Regions from separate parts of the Ovis aries genome. Here region 1 is linked to region 2. Evidence: chromatin contacts called from public Hi-C data. All regions are on one chromosome and are shown on one strand. Each heading gives the region's core, a stretch centred on a gene start, on an enhancer-like site or on the middle of the called end of the contact. The rest is flanking DNA. Distances are from core to core; before and after follow the strand shown. Region 1 holds the start of ATN1 (atrophin 1). Region 2 holds the start of C1R (complement C1r).

Region 1 (7,287 bases), core at 88-2,587, 160 kb before region 2:
AGGGAGAGAGCCCAGGAGACCCTGGGGCGGGGAGTGGACTGGGGGTGCTAGCCTCCTGGCTGAAGACTGGGAGTGGCTGGGGACTGTCAGGGAGGGGCAGAGGCTCCCTGGAGAGAGTCTGTGGTGGAATGGTCTCCACATTAGAATAATCAGGGCACTTGAGGTTGTCTCCACATGGAGCCTAGTCCCCACCCGACCCCCCCCAACCCCTGCAAGTACCATGAGTGATGACTTCGGACAGATTTGAGATGGAAAATGGAGCTACCGCCAGCCAGAGGGCCTGAGGACGGTGTCCCACTTCCATAAATGAACGTCTTCCCTCTGCCGGCTTGTCCTGCTCATTCCTACCATTGCCTTCTCCTGCTTTCCCTTCCCATGTCCACCAGCTTGTCCTCCTCACGGACTTTCCCTCTTAGGGCCACCAAAGGCCTAGACTGCTCTCTTAAATTTCCTCCTAATCGTCTTTACTTCCTCCCTCCCTTCTATCGCCCTTGTCTTGCCCAAGAAACTCTCCCCAGCTCTTTCAGAACCCGCTCCCCACTCCTGAATCCGGCCATCCCAGTTTCCCACCTTCCTCTCCCACCCAGAACCCAGTCCCCTTTGGAATCTGCATCTAGCCCCACCTCCTTCATCCTTTCTAAAGGCTCTAGTTTTCCTTCTTTCTCCACAGGACATCTCTAGACTTGTCACTCCCCCAAATTCTTGTGTTCTCTGTTCTTTCCCCAACACCCATCACCCCCAGACTCTTCACTCTTTCAGAAACCCACCCTCTCCTATATGTCTCCATCTTGTCGATTTCTTCCCCTCCTTAGGACCCCTAACTTCATCCCATTCTCTCACAACTGCCCCCCCAACAAACCTCTTCCGCTGTGTCTGCCACAGACGCTGTCACCCCAAGCTTCTTTCCCCTGGTCACATCTCATTGCCCCCAAGAAGCTCCATCCCTCCAACCTCACCCCATCCCCGCGGCTTTGCCACACACCCACAGCCTCCCCCCTCACCTCCGCCACACACCCCTAGGCCCCCCAAACTTCTCCAGCCTCCCCCATAACAGCCCGCACCCCCCTCCCTACCTAGCCCTCTTCCGCGCCAGGACCGCGGGCTCCCCGCATTCCGCCTCGGCGCACCCCTCCCCGCGCCCCGGGCCCCTCGGCCTCGGTCTCGGCCAGCTCGCGCGGCGCCTCCCCCTCTCCGGATCCCCTCCCCCCTCGCCGCTCGCCTCGCGCTCCCTCCCTCGCGGCTCCCTCCCGGCCCCTCTCTCCTCCGTTCCTCCGCGCTCCCTCCTTCTCCCTCTTCCTCTCTTCTCCCATCCCCCTCTCCCAAGCTCCCTCCCTTCGCCGTCCGCTTTCCTGTGCGAGTCGCCGGACGCGCCGCCCAGCCCGCCCGCCCGCAGCCCCGCATCGGGCAGGGGCCTGGGGCCGGGACCCGTTTCGGGGGTACCGGCGGCCTCGGGGAGGGGCCAGGAAGGGGCGAGGGAGACGACCGCCGGGCAGGGGCGGAGGCCGCGGGCGGAGGCCGCCTAAGGGGGCCGGGGATCGCGGCGGTGAGGGCTGCGCCGGGCGGGCGCGGGCGGTGGGCGGGAGGCGGCGGGTCGCAGCCGCGCGGAGAGCCGGCCGGGCCGCGGGGGCGGACGGCGGCGCGGCGGGGGCGAGTTGCGCGGCCCGGGCGTTCCGGGTGGCCGGGAGAGGAGGCGGCGGGCCTGGGGAGGGGCCGAGCCAGAGCAGGGATCGGGATTTGCTCCGGAGGCCGGCGGGAGACCGGGGCCAGGTGGGGTAAGAGGGGGGATGGGGGCCGCCCTCCGGGGGGGTCGGGGCCGCCGCCGCCGCCGTCGCGGCGGCGACTGAAGCCGGGAAGAGGAGAGGGGGGCGGGGGAGCGGCCGCCGCCGCCCCCCGGAGGCGCCGGAACCCCGAATCCGCTCGGAGCCAGCCAGCCGTCCCGAGCTACAACCAGGTAAGCCCTGCTGCCGCCTGGGCCTCGGGCCCGCCGGGGTTCTGGTCCGCGGCTCCCCACCCCCACCCTCCCCAGTTCCCCCTCCCGCAGCCGCCGCCGCCTCCATTTGTTATTTTTCCGATCTGGTCCCCCACTGCGGGCAGTGCCCGGCTTGAGGCTGGGGGCTCAAGGGGTGGGGCCGGCCACCGAGGAGGGAAGGGGGTCGGGGCACTTGGAGGATCTAGAAGGTAGAGGGAGGTGGGAGGGTCTCAGGAGGAAGGCCAATGGGGCAGGAGGGTGGGCAGGACCCCGAGACCCAAAGAGGAACCCCGAGGTGGGAGTTTGGTGGAGGAAAAACGGGGTGCCCGGGAGGGGGCTTTGGGCGAAGGTAAAAAGGAATGGAGAGATGGCAGCGAGGTGGAGCATGAGGACTCCAGGAGAACCCCCAAAGGCCCAGACCCGGGTGTCAGAGCCCGGGGTTCGGGGTGCCAGGTATAGAAGGAAGGTGGGAAATGGGGAAGGGGTGTGGTAGGTAGATAGAAAGGGTTTGTAGCTGATTGAGGGAGGAGATTGGAACCTGGGGAAACCGGGACTCGCTCCGATAGGGCCGCCTTTGAGAAGAAAAACCCGGCGTATTCCCGGGTGGAAGTGGGAAGGTGATGCCTTTGTGACTCAGTTTTCTTTCCCCAACTCCGGGTCAGCTTTTTCCAATGCCAGGCGTAGGTACTTCTTGGAGAGGGGCATGTTGGGGCCCAGTAGTGTGGTTCCTCCTGCAAGCGATGAGGAAGACAGGACCCCTGGAGGGAGACTTGGGGGGAAACGGTTTCTGGGAGGGTGGACTGGAGCGAACTGGGCAATCTTACAGGCACTCCAAACAAGTTGTGACCCCCACCCACAAATCCCCAGAGCACCCACTGCCCCTCTAGCTGTGGTTTCTTTAAGAGGGGGTGGATCCTTCATTACTGTTTTGTGCTCGAAGATTTCCCTTTGTGCAGGCACTTCTCTCTACTGGGGTAGGTACTCTTTAAGTACCAAAGGAGGACTAGAGTTGCTTTGGCAACTGGAGGGGGAGTGGCTGACAGATGAACCCCTGGGATGGACTTTTGAGGGGTAGGGTCTGCCATTTTGTTGCCATGGCAATGATCCAGTGGGATGTCCAAGAGATGGGGGCTCAGAATCTTGACGGGGGCCTCAGCCTTTTTCTGTGTCCTTGGGACTCTTGGCAGAGTTCTGGGGGATGTTTCTGGTGCTGCTGGTGGAGAGGAGGTTCCTCCGAGCCTCGACCAGCCTCCATCCAGCTGCCTTTGGGAACAAGTAGACATATTCCATGCAGGTCATGTGTGTTTCTTCAAGTCCTTCCTCTTAGGCATGGTGGGAGGATAGAAATGCTCCTGATCCTAGTTATACCACCCTTGGCAGTTTGTTATTAGAGACTTTAAAAATATATATTATTTAATTTTATTTTTGGCTGCGCTGGGTCTTCTTTGTGGCGCGGGCTCTTTTTCCTGTACATGGGCTTTCTTGAGTTGCAGTGTGCCCGCTTCTCATTGCTGTTGGCTTCTCTTGTTGTGGAGCACGGGCTCTAGGGTGCTCAGGCTCAGTAGTTGTGGCATACGAAGCTTAGTTGCCCCGCAAACATGTGGGATCTTAGTTCCCAGACCAGGGATCAAACCTGTGTTCTCTGCATTGGCAGGCAGATTCTTAACCACTGGACCACCAGGCAAGTCCCGGGACTTCATGTATACAGTAGTCTTTTTGCTTCTTTGTGCAGGTTTTTCTCCCTTTTCTTAAACTTGAGTCTTCCTTCCCAGGTATCCCTTTTCCTCTTTCCCAGACTGTCTCCATAGTGACCCTTTCCCTCAGCCAGCCTTCGACCTTCTATTTCTCCCACCTTGTAAGCATGGCTAGGCCCTCCATGCCCATCCCAGGTGAGAGTGGCCCAGGGGAGAGGGCTGTGGAACAGCTGGTGTGGTGGGCTTCAGGACCAGAGCCAGGAGACGTGGTTCCTCGTCTAGTCCTGGCTGCACCTCTGAGTAACTGTGACCTTGGGCAAGTCACTTCTCTTTCTTTGAGCCCTGGCCTCACTGACGAAGGGTCACAGATAAGATGGTATCTGAGGTCCCAGTGACAACTGTAGATCCTCAAGCTTAGGCCCTATCTTGTTATCTACTGGTCTGGGCTGCATTGTTATCTAGGACTGGTTTGTTAGTCTGGAAGTTCTGGAACAATGGTGGGGGCTGGGCCTACGTTCCTGAAATTTACCCTGCAAGCCTATCCTAGAAAGCCTTGTGCCTCGAGGTGTATTCCTTCTGACCTCTTACATTTCTCCCTTAATTTTTTTTTCTTGTTCTTACCTAGAGACTCTTTTTTCCTTATTTTTCATGTTTCCACCTCCCCAGTCTGGCCTTTATAATTTTACTTTTGCAGTAAGGTGCTGAAGGTGAAGGTGCTTAGTTTTTTTTTTGCAGACACACAGTAGGTGCTTTATAAGTTGGAATTACAGTGACAGACTACTAGAGCAGGAAGGAGGGTAGTTAGCTCAGCTTGCAGGTGCTAAAACAGGCTCCTGGTTCAGGAATGTATGTATAACCCAGCCCTATCTCCTGCCACTCCTCCCCAGGGTCACCTACCCTTTCATGACTGCTTTTCTTCTTCAGAGCTACCCATTGCTAGTTTTATCAGATTTCAACTGATTAAAAGTTGAGGTGGGGGAGGGGCACCCTGGGCTTGCTCTGTTCTTCAGGTACCTCCATTCCTGCCTTTCCCTGACTCACCTACGGTGAAGATGGTTCTGTGATAGGAAGACAAGTACCCTGCTTTATAGGGGCTGCCAAAAGACACACCAGTCACTATCATCTCTCTTGTGCTTTCGTTAAGATTGTTTCCCCCTTTCGTTATGTTGGGTTTTGGTGGGGGTGGGTTGACAATATTAGAAAATCAGTTTACACAGCAGCTCAAAAATGTGGTAATAATTGTAGTGGAAGAGAAATGGCTGGGAGACTGGGCAGAGCATCACTTGTAAGCTCAGACCTGGGCTCTGACCCAGCTATTTTGTGACTTCAAGTAGATTTTTAGTAAGCTTCCTGGAAAAGTTAGGCTCACCCCTCACTGCGTGCCTCAGGAGGGTTCAGTGGAGGTGAGTGAGAAAGAATTACTCTGTATTCCTTGGGAAAATACACTATAGAATGTGGAAACGCTGTTTCCATAGCCAGGGCTTTCAGCTCAGAGTAGGTGGCTAAGCCTGCTCCGTTCCCACCGAGGCTAGCAGCACTTCATTTGAGAAGACTTACTAAAGTCAGTGGGTTTAAAGGTCAGTAGTAAAAAGAGACCAGAACACCCATATGTACAGGACATTGCGAGCGATATAGAAAGGAAGAAAACAGTAAGAAAATAGTATTTTGGGGACTTCCCTGGTGGTCCAGTGGTTAAGAATTTGCCTGCCAATGCAGAGAACGTGGGTTCAGCCCCTGGTCCGGGAAGATCCCCCGTGCCGTGGAGCAACTAGACCTGTGAACCACAGCTATTGAGCCTCTGCTCCAAGAGAAGCCAATGTGACAAGAAGCCGGGGCACAACAGCCCTCCTGCGGCAACCAAAAATAAATAAAAAGAAGACAGTATTTTTGCTCTCAAAAGATCTTATGGTAAGTAACATGGAGAGATGTGACACTTAGCAGGAAACACAAGTGGAAATGAAAATTGCTGACTATGTAAATATGGATATATAAGGAAACATATAGATGTATATAGATTGGCTATGAGGAGCTGGGAGCCCCTGTCTAAACCAGATGGGAGGGCAGGCTTACTTATGTATAAACTCAATGTTTGCTCAGTGATCTCCACTGATTTGGTTGGTACAGTGAAAGCTCTGAGTTTTCCTCCACGCTTAGGGGACCTAAGCACTAGCACTGGAGCGGGGGCTTATGAGACTCAGAATTGAAGTTCATCACTTTGGGGACACCTCAGTTTGGTCCTGGCATTGGTAGGGCTGCGCGCCTTTGCCCTGTTGAATGGGACATTGTTCTCCCACCTACTCTAATGTGAAGAAAGATTCTTTTCATATCTCAGAGACTGATCTAGGCCTTCTGAGAATTCTCCTCACCAACTTCTGATGAGAGTATAGCTAAATACTGAAAAAAGAGCATGCGCTTGGAAGTCAGGGGGATGGGGCTTGATTCTGGCACTGTGTCTAGCTCCTCACTGTGTACTCATCGCGTGAAGTTGGGCAAGTCACAATCACAATCTTTGATCCTCAGTCTCCTCACCTATATAATGGGAATAGTAAGACTACCTCTTTTATAGGGTTGGGCTTCCGTGGTGGCTCAGCTGGTAAAGAATCCACCTGCAATGTAGGAAATATGGGTTCGATCCCTGGATTGGGAAGATCCCCTGGAGAAGGGAATGGCTACCCACTCCAGTATTCTGGCCTGGAGAATTCCCTGGACTGTATAGACCATGGGGTCGCAAAGAATCGGACACGACTGAATGAATTTCACTTTCAGGGATGGTTGTAAACATGAAATGAAATTGGACTTTATGTCATCTAAGGGCTTGACATAAGGCACTCAATAAATCAGCTTATATTTCAGGTACATCTCTTTGTGCTCCTTTTGTAAGGCTCTGTGGAATTTTGTGTGCGCATATATTTCCAAGGGGGAAGTAGTGTGATCTCCTGAATTGGGGCGCATAGAAACACCTGTGCTTTCTGCCTTCCCGAGAGATGAAGGGGATGACCTTGCCCTCACTCACAGAAAGCTGGATCGGCCCATGGGCAAGCCAGCAGTGTGTCATGGCCGGGCTGCCCACTCAGCCCCTTGACAAGTGCAGCAGTACCCCCTTCAGGCTCTGTTGTCCAGTTTGGAGACTCTGATGGTCTTTTTCCAACAGGCTTCACTGCAGACAGACCCTGCAAGTTCCAGGTGCTGAAAACTCGGAGAGCCTGCTTCTTGCTTCCCAGGCTGTAGCTGGGGGGAACTTAGGGTGAAGCAGAGAAGTTTCTGTATCCAGCTGCCCGGGCAGAGGAGAATGGGGTCTCCACAGCCTGAAGAATGAAGACACGACAGAATAAAGACTCAGTGAGTAGGAGCTAAAATGAAAGACACAGAAGGCCACGGTCAGGGAAGATTCTGGCCTGTCCCAGTGCCCTGCTCACCCCGGCCACCCTCCTCGACTCTTTCCTCCCTCCTTGCTTCCTCCCCAGACAGCCGAGCCTGGCTTTGAACCCCATCTTTCCACGACAGCCACTGGAGGGGAATAGAAAGAAGGCACAGGATGCGGTGAGGTGTGATGTAGAAAACCGCATCATCTGCTCACTTCCTTCTCCCTCAGATGTCAATGAGGAGTGGACGGAAGAAAGAGGC
Region 2 (7,145 bases), core at 3,349-5,848:
GGCCTCCTTTCTGCCTGCCTCATCCTGCCCCCTTTCTGGCCTGTGAGAGGCCCCGGGCAGCCTTACCTTCACTGGTGTAGTACAGCTTCCAGCCCCGGCTGTCCCCTGACTCGTCCGTGAAGAAGAGCAGGTCCACTGAGTTGCTTTGGGCATCAATGCGCTCGGGCCTTTGCTTTCCACAGAACTCACCAATGTTCCTCCCGCTGACATAGATCTGTGGTGGTGGTGGGGGTGGACGGAAGGAGGGTCATGTCTCCAATTCAGACACAGGGCTAGGGTGGTGGTGCCAGTGGTGCAGATCCTGCTTGGTGTATGTTTTCAGCTGGAGGGGAGAAAGTCTCCCGAGGACCCACCGGCTAGAGTGTGCACTAAGTTGCTCAGTCGAGTCCAGCTCTTTGCGACCTTATGGACTGTAGCCCGCCAGGCTCCTCTGTCCATGGAATTCTCCAGGCAAGAATACTCGAGTGGGTTGCCATGACCTCCTCCAGGGGATTTTCCTGACCCAGGGATTGAACCTGAATCTCTTACATCTCCTGCACTGGCAGATGGGTTCTTTACCACTACAGCCACCTGGATGCCAGGTGTGTAGGACAACTCATGTGGGACATTGGCCATTTCTGCGCCCATTGGCCAGACGGTCCAGTGAGGAGGAGGGGTGAGAGGAGACGCGTGGGGATGGGGACGAAAGGATTTCTCTCTGGGGGTGGGTTGGCTGTACCTGCAGCTGGTCGTAGGGACAGTGTATTTGCTGATGGTCATCGATTTCAAAAGGCTCCAGGAATTGGAGGTGGAGGGTGTGGCCTCGCTCTACTCGGATACTGTAATTGCAGCGCAGGTCAGGGGGGTAGGGTCCGGGATACTCCAAGCTGGAGATGTAGCCCGAGGGCTCCGTGAACAGCTCGCTGCTGCATTCGGCTGGGGGAGCAGAGCGAGAGCGGGTCACCCAGAGAGCCCCACCTTGCTCAGTCCCTGCCTCCTCTGAGACCACCCAGGCAAGACCTCACCCTGGCAGGAACGCCCATCCTGCTGGAGCTCATAGCCTGGACGGCAGGAGCAGAAATAGCCGCCGACGTAGTTGTGGCACAGGTGCTGGCACCGGGGCGGGGGGTCCTCCTCAACCGAGTTGAGCTGCAAGGCACATTCGTCCAGGTCTGGAAAAGATTCCAGAAGGAAGGATTCAATTCCACAAAAGCCAGAGTGGGGGGGGCGGGGCAGGGACCTGTGGAGGCGCTGGTCTCAGCGAGGTCACTCATCAGAGGCCTAAGGACAAGGTTATCTCAGGCCACCTGGAACTCCCGGCCCCTCTGACTCTTTCTGGGACCTGCTCAGTGGGGACAGGGCCCTGGTGGATAGTTCTCTCCTAGCAAAAGCTCTCTTGGGAAAAAACAAGAAGGCCTGGCTTCCCGATTCTTTGGATTCAAGAATTCCCTCTTCTGGCCCCCACTCAGTCTGAGCCCAGGAGCCCGGCACAGGCGCCACTCACCCACGGCTTGGTAGTATGCCAGGAAGCCCTTGTAGAACATGACGGTGCCGTTGTCCTCGTTGGAGAAGTCCGAGTGGAAGGTCAGCAGCATCTTGTTCCCTTGGGACATGAATTCCTTCCTTCCCGGGGGGTTGCCCAGGGGAGTACCCAGCTGCCCACAGAACCTCCCCATGGTCTTCTTATCAGCAGAAATCTATGGAGGAGGGACAGGCGGACAAGCTGTTGAGGGGACATATCCCACATGGAAGGCCATGAAGGTCATCCTTCTCTTGTCCCAGAGAGGGGATCCCGTCCCACCCCACTCCCCTCACCCCCCCCGGATGGTCTCCAGCTGCTCTCTACCTGCTGGGCTCTGGCTGTTCCAAATTCCCCAGAGGCCTTTCCTCTGTCCTGCATCCCCACCGACTGACCTTGCACGTTATCCCGTGTCTGGGACTCGGCCCTCCCTTTTTATGACCCCCAGCTATGACAAACCTAGACAGCATATTAGAAAGCAAAGACATCACTTTGCCAGAAAGATACATCTAGTCAAAGCTATGATGTTTCTAGGAGTCATGTATGGATGTGAGAGTTGGACCATAAAGAAGGCTGAGCGCTGAAAAACCGATGCTTTCAAATTGTGGTGCTGGAGAAGACTCTTGAGAGTCTCTTGGAGAGCAAATAGATCAAACCAGTCAATCCTAAAGGAAATCAACTCTGATTATTCACTAGAAGGACTCATGCCGAAGCTGAAGCTCCAATATTTTGGCTAAAGAGCTGATTCATGGAAATGACCTTGATGCTGGGAAAGATAGAAGGCAGGAGAAGGGGATGACAGAGGATGAGATGGTTGGATGGCATCACTGACTCAGTGGATGAATTCAAGCAAACTCAGACATGCTGAAGGACAGGGAAGCCTGGCGTGCTACAGTCCATGGGTTTGCGAAGAGTCTGACACGACTTAGTGACTGAACAACAACATGTGTCAGACCTTTCTTTACCCCCATCTGCTCCTGTGTCCGCCTCCCACTGGTTGCCTTTACCTGGTTTCTGTCATTCCTTCATCCCTAGAGCCTGGAGGGTCTGCTTTACCCTCTGTCCTGTCCTTCCACCTTGTTTTGGTCAACCCATTCCTGTCCAGCCATGACTCCTGATATTCAGCTGAGTGTGAGCATCCGGGACCTGTCAGCTTAGCAAGCATCACTGAGCTCTCCTTACCTCTTCCTTCACAGATTCCTTGACTCCTGCAAAGCAGAAGACGTCCCTCCTCCTATCTCATCCCCACTTTGCCTACCACCAGGACCCTCCCTATGAGCACTGCTGACATCTCAAGTCCTCTGGGCTGGGAAGATATGGCATTTCCATGGTATTCTTTTATACCCTCCAGGGGATCTCCTGGAAATAGTATTTATGGGCTGTGTGTAGGCCCTATCTGAATCCCAAATCAAGAACCTCATTTTTAAAATTTTAATTTTATTTTTAGGCTGTGTTGTGCAGCACGTGGAATCCTAGTTTCCCACCTAAGTTCCCCAGGAATCAAACCTGGGCCCCCTGCCTTGGGAGCACAGAGTTTTAGCCGCTGGATCACTGGGGAAGTCTCCAGGAAACTCATTTTTATTGGATGTAGAAAGAGGGACTGGGACGGGCCCTTGGTCGTGACAGAGGAGAGAGGACTGAGCCCACTGTCCTGGCTGCAGACCACCCTTGAGCCACCACCACACACAAGCCGCTTTCCCACGTCCCTGTGTTCCTGGTGAGGAGGCAGCCATGGAGTGGTGACACTCTCCATGGCAACAGGGAAACTGAGGCAAGGATGTTTCCAAAATCCTCCGGGCAAGTAAGCAGACAGGGAAGGTTTTTCTGACTCCTGTGTACAGTACATTCCCCAAGAACAGGGCTTGTCCCCTCCCTCTCTGTTTCTCCCCTCTTTGCTCCACGATGGTCTCTCAGACCAGTGGCCTCCCATCCTCGATACCCCTGGACTTCCAGAGCCCCACCTGGCCATCAGCTTTCACCAGCTTGGGGCTGTGTCCCCAGGCAGGGTGTCCTATCCAGGCTGGTCAGAACCCGGGTCCCCAGGTTCCAGAGACACTCAGTTCTCCCTCTGCCCACCCCCCTCATCTGCCCCCTACCTTGACATAGTCATAGAAACAACCATCCGAAGGCTCCAGGTCAAACTGCCAGAAGACAAGCTTCACTCTGTACCCCGTGGGTACTGTGATCACAGTGGTCCTCTCAAAATTGTTAGGGTAAGGCTTGGGGAACAGAGGGGACATCACCTCCCCGTAGAGCCTCTGAGGGGTGGGGATGGCGCCTCCAACCCCGAAGAACAGGACCGGCAGCAGGAGGTATAAGAGCCACCTGCCAAAAGGGAAAAGGTGTCTGTAGGGTGGGAGGGGTGCAGACCCTTGCTCTCTGGTAGGGGATGGGATTGCCGTACCGCTGGGCATTTTCCTCTTGGTCCATTCTAGATCTCAGGGAGATGTCCTAGGGTGGGTGGGGAGGCTGCAGGGGGCAGGCTGGTCTCTGCAGCTGCTGCACTGGGCGCTCCTCCCCGGGGCCAGTGTCCAGTCCAGAGGTCATCACGCTCCCCCCACCTCTCTCCCCAGCCTCCTCCCTGCCCTGTTGCATCACTCTGCTCCCCTTCCAGGAATTGGGCTGGCTTGGACCAGTAAACTAAGGGTGAGGGTTTCCAGTCATGGTCTCTGAAATGGCTCCCACATGCTCAGCAAGGCCTCTGGGAGAGACCGCCTATGGAAGAGGGTCTCAGGTACAGAGGCTGACTGTCTAGACCGAGGGACGGGCTCCCCCAACCCCACCTTGCTGCTCCCTATGAGCTGGAGGAGGAAGGCAGTGTGACCTCACCTCCTGGGGCTGAGTCTCCTTTCTCCTCTGGAGGAGAGATGGGGCATGCATTTTCGAGCGTGCACGTGTGGGCACACTGGAGGAATCAGGTGTATGGGGAGGGTCAGGGTGCTCGCACCTCCCTGAGTAAGTCTGGGACAGGGGGCCCCCTGTGCCCAGGCTCGTCCCCTCTGGTGTCTCCCTCCCTCCTTGGTTCCCACCAGGCTTACTCACATTTCTTAAGGCCTGTTGTTGGATCCCTGACTCTCGTGACAGCGTCTTCATGCACTCTGGGTGCAGAGAGAGCAGGGTCACGCAGAGCAGGGAAGGGGGAGGGAGGGACTGTGGAGGGGGAAGGGGTGACCGTTCCGGGATGAATGTTGTAGGGAACGAGCCATTTGCATAAACAAAACCAAAAAAGAAAAAAAAGAAATTCTGTTTCGGTTTAGTTTTGGTTGTGAAATGCCTGATGGTGCTGCCACCTGCTGGCCTTCAGGGTAAGGGCTGGAGAAGGTTCTGCATTTTTAGGGATAGAAAAGCCTTGGGTTGGAGGCCCAGATGCCCCTTTCTGAATCTGATGGGAATCCCGCCCCCTTTCTTCAGGGCCCTTTCTGGTGACTGCGGCTGAGTGTTCAGGGTTCCTACCCAAAGAACAGTGGAAATCGCAGTTGAGGGGGGTCTTTTGTGACCCTCTCTTCTCCTTTAACCCCATTCTCCCTGTCCTTAGTTAGCCAGAAGCTCTGGTACAGGAATGATCAGGGATCAATGCCCAGGATAATGGGACAAGAGCAAGGATTAGAGATGGGGAGTGCAGGAGGGTGCAGAGGAGAGAGAAGCTTGCTTGATCTAGGGTCCCACCCTGCTTCCCTCAGCAATGACACTTAGAGGGAACTTATCTGAAGTTCTAGTGGTTAAAACTCTGTGTTTCCAATCCCTGGTCAGGGAACTAAGATCCCACATGCCATGTAGTGTAGCTAATAAAGAAATTAAAAAAAATGACACGTAGAACAGGGACTGCTGTGACCCCAAAGCACCAGTAGGGTCTGGTTTAAGACCCTCCTTGGGCTTCCCTGGTAGTCCAGGAATTAAGACACCCAGCTTCTCAAGCAAGCAGCATGGCTTTGATCCCTGGTCAGGGTACTAAGATCCCAGCAAAAAAAAAAAAAAAAGACAAAGGCCCTTCCTCCCCTCTCAATGGACTCAGGCCTGCTAATGAGCTTGTCCCTTAGGGAAACAAGGGCAGCTGAGGATGGGATGGAGATATTCTCAGCATCTGGTCCAGAGTGTGAGCCCCTGAGGGTCATGGCGCCAGGGGCTGAGCAAACAGGCTGGCTGTGGACCACCAGTTGTGGATGTGACTGGTAATGGAAGTAAAGTCTGATGCTGTAAAGAACAATATTGCATAGGAACCTGGAACGTTAGGTTCAGAATCAAGGTAAATTGGAAATGGTCAAACAGGAGATGGCAAGAGTGAACACTGACATTTTAGGAATCAGTGAACTAAAATGGACAGGAATGGGAGACTAGGAGGAAGAGTAGGTCAGATGACCGTTATGTCTACAACAGTGGGCAAGATTCCCTTAGAAGAACTAGAGTAGCTCTCATAGTCAACAAAAGAGCCCCAAATGCAGTACTTGGGTGCAATCTCAAAAAAATGACAGAATGCAAAGAAATAGAGGAAGACAATAGAATGGAAAAGACTAGAGATCTCTTCAAGAAAATTAGAGATACCAAGGGAACATTTCATGCAAAAATGGGCACAATAAAGAATATGGTATGACCCTAACAAGCAGAAGATATTAAGAAGAGGTGGCAAGAATACACAGAAGAACTATACAAAAAAGATCTTCATGACCCAGATAACCACGATGGTGTGATCACTCACCTAGATCCAGACAATCTGGAATGGGAAGTCAAGTCGGCCTTAGGAAGCGTTACTATAAACAAAGCTAGTGGAGGTGATGGAATTCCAGCTGAGCTCTTTCAAATCCTAAAAGATGATGCTGTGAAAGTGCTGCACTCAATATGCCAGCAAATTTGGAAAACTCAACAGTGGCCACAGGACTGGAAAAAGTTAGTTTTCATTCCAATCCCAAAGAAAGGCAATGCCAAAGAATGCTCAAACTACTGCACACTTGCACTCATCTCACACGCTAGCGAAGTAATTTTGAAAATTCCACGCTCACTGCAACAGTATGTGAACCGAAAACTTCTAGATGTTCAAGCTGGATTTAGAAAAGACAGAAGAACCAGAGATCATATTGCCAACATCTGTTGGATCATAGAAAAAGCAAGAGAGTTCCAGAAAAACATCCAAATGTGCTTTATTGACTATGCCAAAGCCTTGAACTGTGTGGGTCACCACAAACCGTGGAAAATTCTGAAAGAGATGGGAATACCAGACCACCTTACCTGCCTCCTGAGAAATCTGTATGCAGGTCAAGAAGTAACAGTTAGAACTGGACATGAAACAAACTGGTTCCAAATTGGGAAAGGAGTATGTCAAGGCTGTATATTGTCACCCTGCTTACTTATTTAACTTATATGCAGAGTACATCATGTGAAATGAAGTACATTTCATTTCTGGCTGGATGAAGCACAAGGTGGAATCAAGATTGCTGGGAGAAATATCAGTAACCTCAGATATGCAGATGACACCACCCTTATGGCAGAAAGCAAAGAAGAACTGAAGAGCCTCTTGATGAAAGTGAAAGAGGAGAGTGAAAAAGCTGGCTTAAAACTCAACTAAAATCATGGCATCTGGTCCCATCACTTCCTGGCAAATAGATGGAGAAACAATGGAAACAGTGACAGACTTTATTTTCTTGGGCTGCAAAAT

Evidence for each region. A called contact is a pair of places that touch in the nucleus more often than the background predicts.
Region 1: a Hi-C map of muscle shows a contact between it and region 2, with 9 times the contacts expected there. The contact joins the promoter of ATN1 here to the promoter of C1R in region 2. A contact is called at or near these places in 8 of 16 Hi-C or Micro-C datasets (blood, hypothalamus, liver and 2 more).

What each region holds. Positions count from the first base shown.
Region 1 is chr3:209,370,576-209,377,862 of ARS-UI_Ramb_v3.0, reverse strand. ATN1 (atrophin 1) reads left to right here and starts at 1,337. Exons shown (of 11, transcript XM_042248208.1): 1 at 1,337-1,951; 2 at 5,380-5,571; 3 at 6,815-7,002; 4 at 7,256-7,287. The coding sequence starts at 6,976.
Region 2 is chr3:209,216,296-209,223,440 of ARS-UI_Ramb_v3.0, reverse strand. It overlaps C1R (complement C1r), which reads right to left and starts at 4,598. Exons shown (of 11, transcript XM_042248206.2): 1 at 4,541-4,598; 2 at 3,595-3,823; 3 at 1,484-1,676; 4 at 1,005-1,151; 5 at 719-915; 6 at 67-214. The coding sequence starts at 4,542.